Linked DNA regions of Bos taurus: region 2 is linked to region 1. A link is a contact called in public Hi-C data. All regions are on one chromosome and are shown on one strand. The core of a region is the stretch at or near the end of the contact, and the rest is flanking DNA. Distances in the headings are between cores, read along the strand shown. Region 1 overlaps LOC132343630 (a long non-coding RNA gene). Region 2 has its middle 39 kb from the start of PAQR8.

Region 1 (2,960 bases), core at 188-2,687:
TCCAGAAAGAAATAGAGGAGTGTCACAGGGCTTGTCCCAGTGGGTGATGGAATATACCCTCTGTTTCAGTGGTGTACAGCTCAGTACCACCAACCTGTCACCCCTGAGGAGCTGCGTTTCAACAGGTGATCTGGGCTGTCTGGGGCACTGTGGAGCAGGCCTTCAGGCAGCTAACAGGCTAGCAGCAGCGTAGCCACTGGGAAGCGGAGTGTATCGGTGAGGTGGTCACTGGCTGTTGCTGGCTCCATAATCTGCATTGTTGTTGTTCAGTCGCTCAGCTGTGTTCAACTCTTTGTGACCCCATGGACTGCAGCATACCAGGCTTTCCTGTCCTTCACCATCTTCCAGAGCTTGCTCAAAGTCATGTCCATTGAACTGGTGATGCCATCCAACCATCTCATCCTCTGTTGTCCTCTTCTCATCCTGCCTTCTCTTTTCCAGCATCAGGGTCTTTTCCAAAGGTGGCCAAAGTATTGGAGCTTCAGCATCAGTCCTTCCAATGAATATTCAGGGTTGTTTGAGGAGAGGTCTAATGCCCAGAGTTGGACCACAGCCTCCACCCTCACTATGGCACACAGCAGAATCGCAAAGGATGAGGCACAAAAGCTGCTGAGGTTCCAAGTGCATCAAGCCAACAGCCGGTACCTGGCATTTCAGGCCGGGCCAACCCGAGGTGATACCTATCCATCCTGCTTTTTCATTTGACTTTCCCCTTCAGGTCCTTTTCCTTCTTTCCACATTAACCCTCCTTTTTTCCATTCCTGAGAATAAAGTACTGTTGCTGATGTTTGTATTAATAAGGCTCCAAGGTGTTGTATCTTCTTATAAAGTGCCAAGAGAGGGCATGCACGCAGGTCATCCCCAGCCGTAGGGGAACAAATTGTCTTCATTGTCAGAGGAGCCTATAAACAATTGGTTATAGGTGCGTGGCTGCTTTATAGCCCAAGCAGTTGATAGTGGCTGACATACACATCTGTTGGTTCTACTTTAAATTTCTTGAGTCTCACTTTGACCACTCATAAAGGCATGAACATTTATCTACCTCCCTTTACACCAGCACACACACAAATGTGCCCTTCTCTTCACCAACTCTGTTCAAATAATACTCTCTATTAGTTTCCTACTGTCTCTGTATCAGTGCCAGGTGGCACTATTGGTAAAGAACACATCTGCCAATGCAGAAGACATGAGACATGGGTTTGATCCCTGGGTCAGGAAGATCCCCTAGAGGGCATGGCAACCCATTCCAGTGTCCTTGCGTGGAGAAACCTATGGACAGAGGAGCTTAGCAGGCTACGGTCCACAGGGTTGAAAAAAGGCAAACACGACTGAAGTGACTTAGCATGCAAACATGCAAAGCACATATATTGTAACAAATTGCCACAACTTAGCAACGTAACATAAGTGGGACTTGCAGAAGGCACAGGGGTGACACAGTGTGGTCCTTTGGGAGAACTGCAGTTAGTTCTGCAGGGTGGGGTGAGAGGGGGAAATGTGGGGCTGCAGAGGATCCAAGGAGCTTGAACATTTTCCTAAGAGCCAAAGAGAAGCACTGATGGAAATTACCCAGAGAGGTGACATGATCACTTTGGCCTTTAAAAAAAGATAACCCTTTGGGAGTAAAGAGGGATGAACTGGATTGGGGAGGAGAGGGAACTGGGGACAGGAGGACCAGCTAGGAGGTGAGCAGGAGTTATACGGGAAGGGTGGAGAGTGAACTGTACAGTTGTGTGTGTGTGGTAGTTAATTAGAATATGCTAATCAATTGGACTACACAAGAACTTCTTCCTTGTTAAGCACCCGCCTTTTTCCAGTTGTGACTGGCCATTGTAGGACTGCAGCCCAGTAGCTCATTGGATGATGGGACTGTTCGTTCTCCAGGTTGAGTTAACCAGAGGGATTCCTGAAAGAGGTAGTTTCTGCCTTGACCCTTACAGTTTTCAGAAGGCGAGAACATTTCCTTGGTCTCTCTCAGTCCTCCTTCCAGCCTACCCTCACCCACCTAACTGAGGCTACAACTGTCAGAGGCAAACGGTGGGCTGGAGTCATGCAGAGCTGGACAGGAGCCTTGGTTTCCCCATCTTTCGAAGCGGAGCCAGATAACCCCTAGACCTAGCTGCAATCTGATTTAGCTGTGTTTACCTTGTGTCCTGCCCCTTTTTCAGTTTTCTCTCCTTCCCTCAGTGTCCTAGACGTGAAAAAACTCACTGGTGAACGTGTTGTATGTGGAGGCGGGTGGGGGCTGTGCGGACAACTTCAGGGTGAAAACTACACCACAATGAGAAAGCTCTACTAGTTTAAAAAGTGTAATTTAATAAAAGTTTCTGTTACTCTTTTTCCCTCCTTTAAGGTTTATGGGTGGGGGGGGGGGTGGTGGTGGGGTAATAGGTGGTTTTTAATGTTAATGATGAAAACAAAGCACAGGAGGAAGACTTTATTTTGCTCAGGGGACACAGTTGCAATGGGACAGGAGTTTATTTGCTAATTTGGAGGTGAGACTGAGAAGGCAATGGCAACCCACTCCAGTACTCTTGCCTGGAAAATCCCATGGACGGAGGAGCCTGGTAGGCCGCAGTCCACGGGGTCACTAAGAGTCGGACACAACTGAGCGTCTTCATTTTGGAGGTGAGAAAGAAGAACGAGCCTTGTCCTGAGCTGTTTCAGCCTTGAGGCAGGAGGAAGGCTGGTCCTGGGGCCCCAAGGACCCTAAGCAGCTGGAATCAGTGACTATGGAGGAGTGGCACTCAGTCCTTGGATCAGGAGGGTTAAAGCATAGTCCAGGCTCATGTTTCACTTGCGCCTGCACTCTGCCAAGAGAAAACTTCTGGGGAGAGAGCTGAGGGGGTATGTTAAGGTAAGCTTTGGGTGGATCCTAAACTTGGACAAGTTCTGAACTGGGGAAGCCCATCTCCTAGGACCCCAAGGTCCTGGAATTTCTTCAGGTCTCAACTTGTCTCTCT
Region 2 (2,960 bases), core at 257-2,756, 56 kb before region 1:
GTGGGTAGCTATCCCTTTCTCTAGGGAATCTTCCTCACCCAGGGATCAAACCCAGATCTCCTGCATTGCAGGCAGATTCTTTACCATCTGAGCCAAATACTAGATGCCAAAAGTCTTTGGTCCTCCCAGGAAGCTTGAATCTCAGTGTATACTAGAGGATGGACCTATATCTACAGCAGAAAAGAAAAGGAGTAGAGCCCATTCCCTCCCCCTCCCACTGCCCCTTAAAGCCCAGGACCTCAGGGAGAAATCTACTTAACAGGATTCCCAAGGCCCTAGGTCTTCCTGAATTAGTTGTTATATCAAATAATTAAGGTAATTACCACCCATAATTAACCATATAGAATACATTAATATAAGATGTCAATATTATTTAACTAGTAAAAGAGAGCCAGACACCTAAGACAAACAACAGGGGGGAAAAAACAAGAAGATAAACCAGACAGTGCGCTGGTCATTTGTTTATATTCAGACAGACTCTAGAATGCCATTCCCTGAGGTCCTGAGCAGGCTAGCGCCCCACCAGGTGACCTGGTCAAGGGTGCAGCAACTCAGGGGTGGGTCCAGGCTGTGGACATCCTAAGAGGGCAGTCAAGGGCAGTCCACCTTCCATGCAGGTAACTCCTTTTCACTCCACTAAAGGGAGCCCTCGCCAACAGAAGCAATCCAAAAGTATAATACTCATGTTTACTAGACCGTGGAATGCAATGCATTTGTGGGCGGTTAGTTTGTATGTGTGTACGCTGAAACCTTCCTGATTTTCCTCCAGTTTTTACTCAGAAACAACCTCTCACAAAGTACAAAAGAGGAGGAAGCAAGCAGCACATGTGGATCTAAAAATTACACACACTTTTATTATGAGTTACACACACACACAGGTAGAGCTTACCTATACAATTTGAAAACTCACTCCAGAGCTATTCTGAGCTATAAGCCCAGACTCTTTTCATCGGATCCCTGGGCAAAATCACTTCTAACCCAGCTCAGAAATATGAGATGCAACCCTAAGCCTGTCCAGTCCACAGGTCTCCCTTTTGTGAGTCTGTGCCTGAGGGCCACAGATGCTTAGGGCACTGCGGTGCCCACGCAGGTCTGCCAGGTGCGCCCCTCTCCGGTCCCCCTGCCTAATTTGCCAACACTGCTCGCTAGGTGGAGGGTCCCTACCCAACCTCGTCCAGGGTGGCCCTTCCTGCTCCCTTGAGAGGATGTCCTCTTGAGATGGCCATGACCCCACCGAGTGGGCTGCGTTCCCTAGGCCGAGATGTTCCCTGAGTGCCCGCCCTACAGCTCCGCGGGCCACCTCGGACCCCCGCCGCGGCGTTCTAGCTCTCCAATCCCGCATCCTCCAGAACAGAACCCCGGATTCTCCGCACAGCTCCGCTCCCTGCACCCGCCCTCTCGGCGAAACCCCCTCCATCCTTCCCCGGAGAAGTCACTCGCGTCGCCCCACCCTCCCCTGTCCGGGGCTCCCCTCCCTGGGGCTTCTCTCCTGCCCCGCCCGCCTCGGGCTTCCTCTCTCCGCACTCCCTTCCCGGGTTCTGCTCCCCTCCGCCCTACGGAGGGCGCCCCGAGAAGGCCGACTGGGCAGCCCTCATTCCGCACCCCTGGGGACCTCTCCAATCTCAGGATCCTAACCCCGTAGTCCTCCAGGATCGGGTTTCGGGACGCCCCAACTTCGAGTTCCTGACCCTCTGCCTCGCCTTCAGGGCTCCTGGACGCCCCAGCACCGGGGGCATGTTGACTTCCCACCCCCGGGCTCCTCTACCTCGCGATGCTCCTCCGGGGGCCCCCACAGTCGCTATCTTGGCATCTCGGTGCTTGCGCCCTGGGGCTCCCCAACAGCCGGGTCCTGACCCGCCTCCCTCCGCGCACCGCGCCGCCAGCCCAGGGACTCACCGGCAGCGGCGGCCGAGCCCGTGCACGCAGCCCAGCCCGCACTCCCGGCCCAAGATCCCGCTCCCAGCTTCCTGCAGGCGGCGGTGACTGCGGCCAGCGCGGGTCGGAGGAGCGGCGAGGAAGAGGGGCCAGCCGGGGGCGGGCTCCGCCCGGCTCCGCCCCTTCCCGGCCCGGGGGCGGGATGCGCAGACCCGCGCACCCACCGCCGCCGCGGGTGTTGCCGGCGAGGAAGTTGACTAACGCCTCTTCCTTCCAGCCGGGGGTCAGGCCCGCAAGGACCCCTTTCGGCGGCTGAAGGCCCGAGGGGACAGGAGAAAAAGAGACTAGTCAGCCGCTGTCCTGGTCTTTCCGGGGGTGGGGGTTGGGGGGGCACTGCAGAAGTCTTTCCGGAGGGGGAAAAGCAACACAACCTTCTCCTTTTAAGACAGAATCCAATCTACTCTTAAGCACTCAAATCTGCACATTCAGGGTCACTCTGCCCATGAAATCATGTTATGACTTGCCGAGGAGGGAGACTGTCGACACACACTTTCACACCCCTGAGACCCATCCTCGAAGGACTCCCCTATGACACGCTCCATACAAATACACCTCTTACACTGACAGGCCGTCACCCACTTCTATACCCCCATCTCCTCTAGCAGGTTCCGATAAGCATGACCTACGTCCACAAGGGACGGAGTGGAGGTGGTCAGAAGAGGAATTTCCACGTTTGGTCCTCCCCAGACTTGTCCCCTTCCTGCATTGCTGTCCATGTTTTACCATAAGGAAAATACACCTAAGATATTGGAGCACAGGGGAGCATGGTGGTCCGGTGGTTAAGACTCCTTGCTCCTAATGCAGGGGGGGCGGGATACATCCTTGGTCAGGAAACTAGATCCCACATGCCACAACTAAGACCTGGTGCAGTCAAAAAAAAAAAAAGAAGAAGAAAGAAAGAAAATAGGAGCAATTAACAAATCAAACTGGCTTTGCTGTTAAAAACTCAGTCATTATCATTATCTGGACAAAAAAAATAGAGACTCATCAGATCCTGGGAAGATGACCTGCACTAGTGTTACTTT

The links. Hi-C and Micro-C count contacts between places; a contact is called where the count stands out from the background.
Region 2: a contact with region 1 is called in a Hi-C map of an unstated tissue, with 2.2 times the contacts expected there. The contact joins two enhancer-like sites. A contact is called at or near these places in 2 of 11 Hi-C or Micro-C datasets (liver and an unstated tissue).

The regions. Positions count from the first base shown.
Region 1 is chr23:24,726,703-24,729,662 of ARS-UCD2.0, reverse strand. All of the region lies in intron 2 of LOC132343630 (a long non-coding RNA gene), which reads right to left. LOC112443867 (a long non-coding RNA gene) reads left to right here. Exons shown (of 3, transcript XR_003032283.2): 3 at 442-848. Among named protein-coding and RNA genes, the nearest start is that of MCM3, 16 kb to the right of the region's middle. Within about 2 kb of position 1,437, at least 10 of the 102 cell types and tissues checked have an H3K27ac peak or open chromatin away from gene starts, as enhancers often do.
Region 2 is chr23:24,782,302-24,785,261 of ARS-UCD2.0, reverse strand. No RefSeq gene overlaps it. Among named protein-coding and RNA genes, the nearest start is that of PAQR8, 39 kb to the left of the region's middle. Within about 2 kb of position 1,506, at least 48 of the 102 cell types and tissues checked have an H3K27ac peak or open chromatin away from gene starts, as enhancers often do.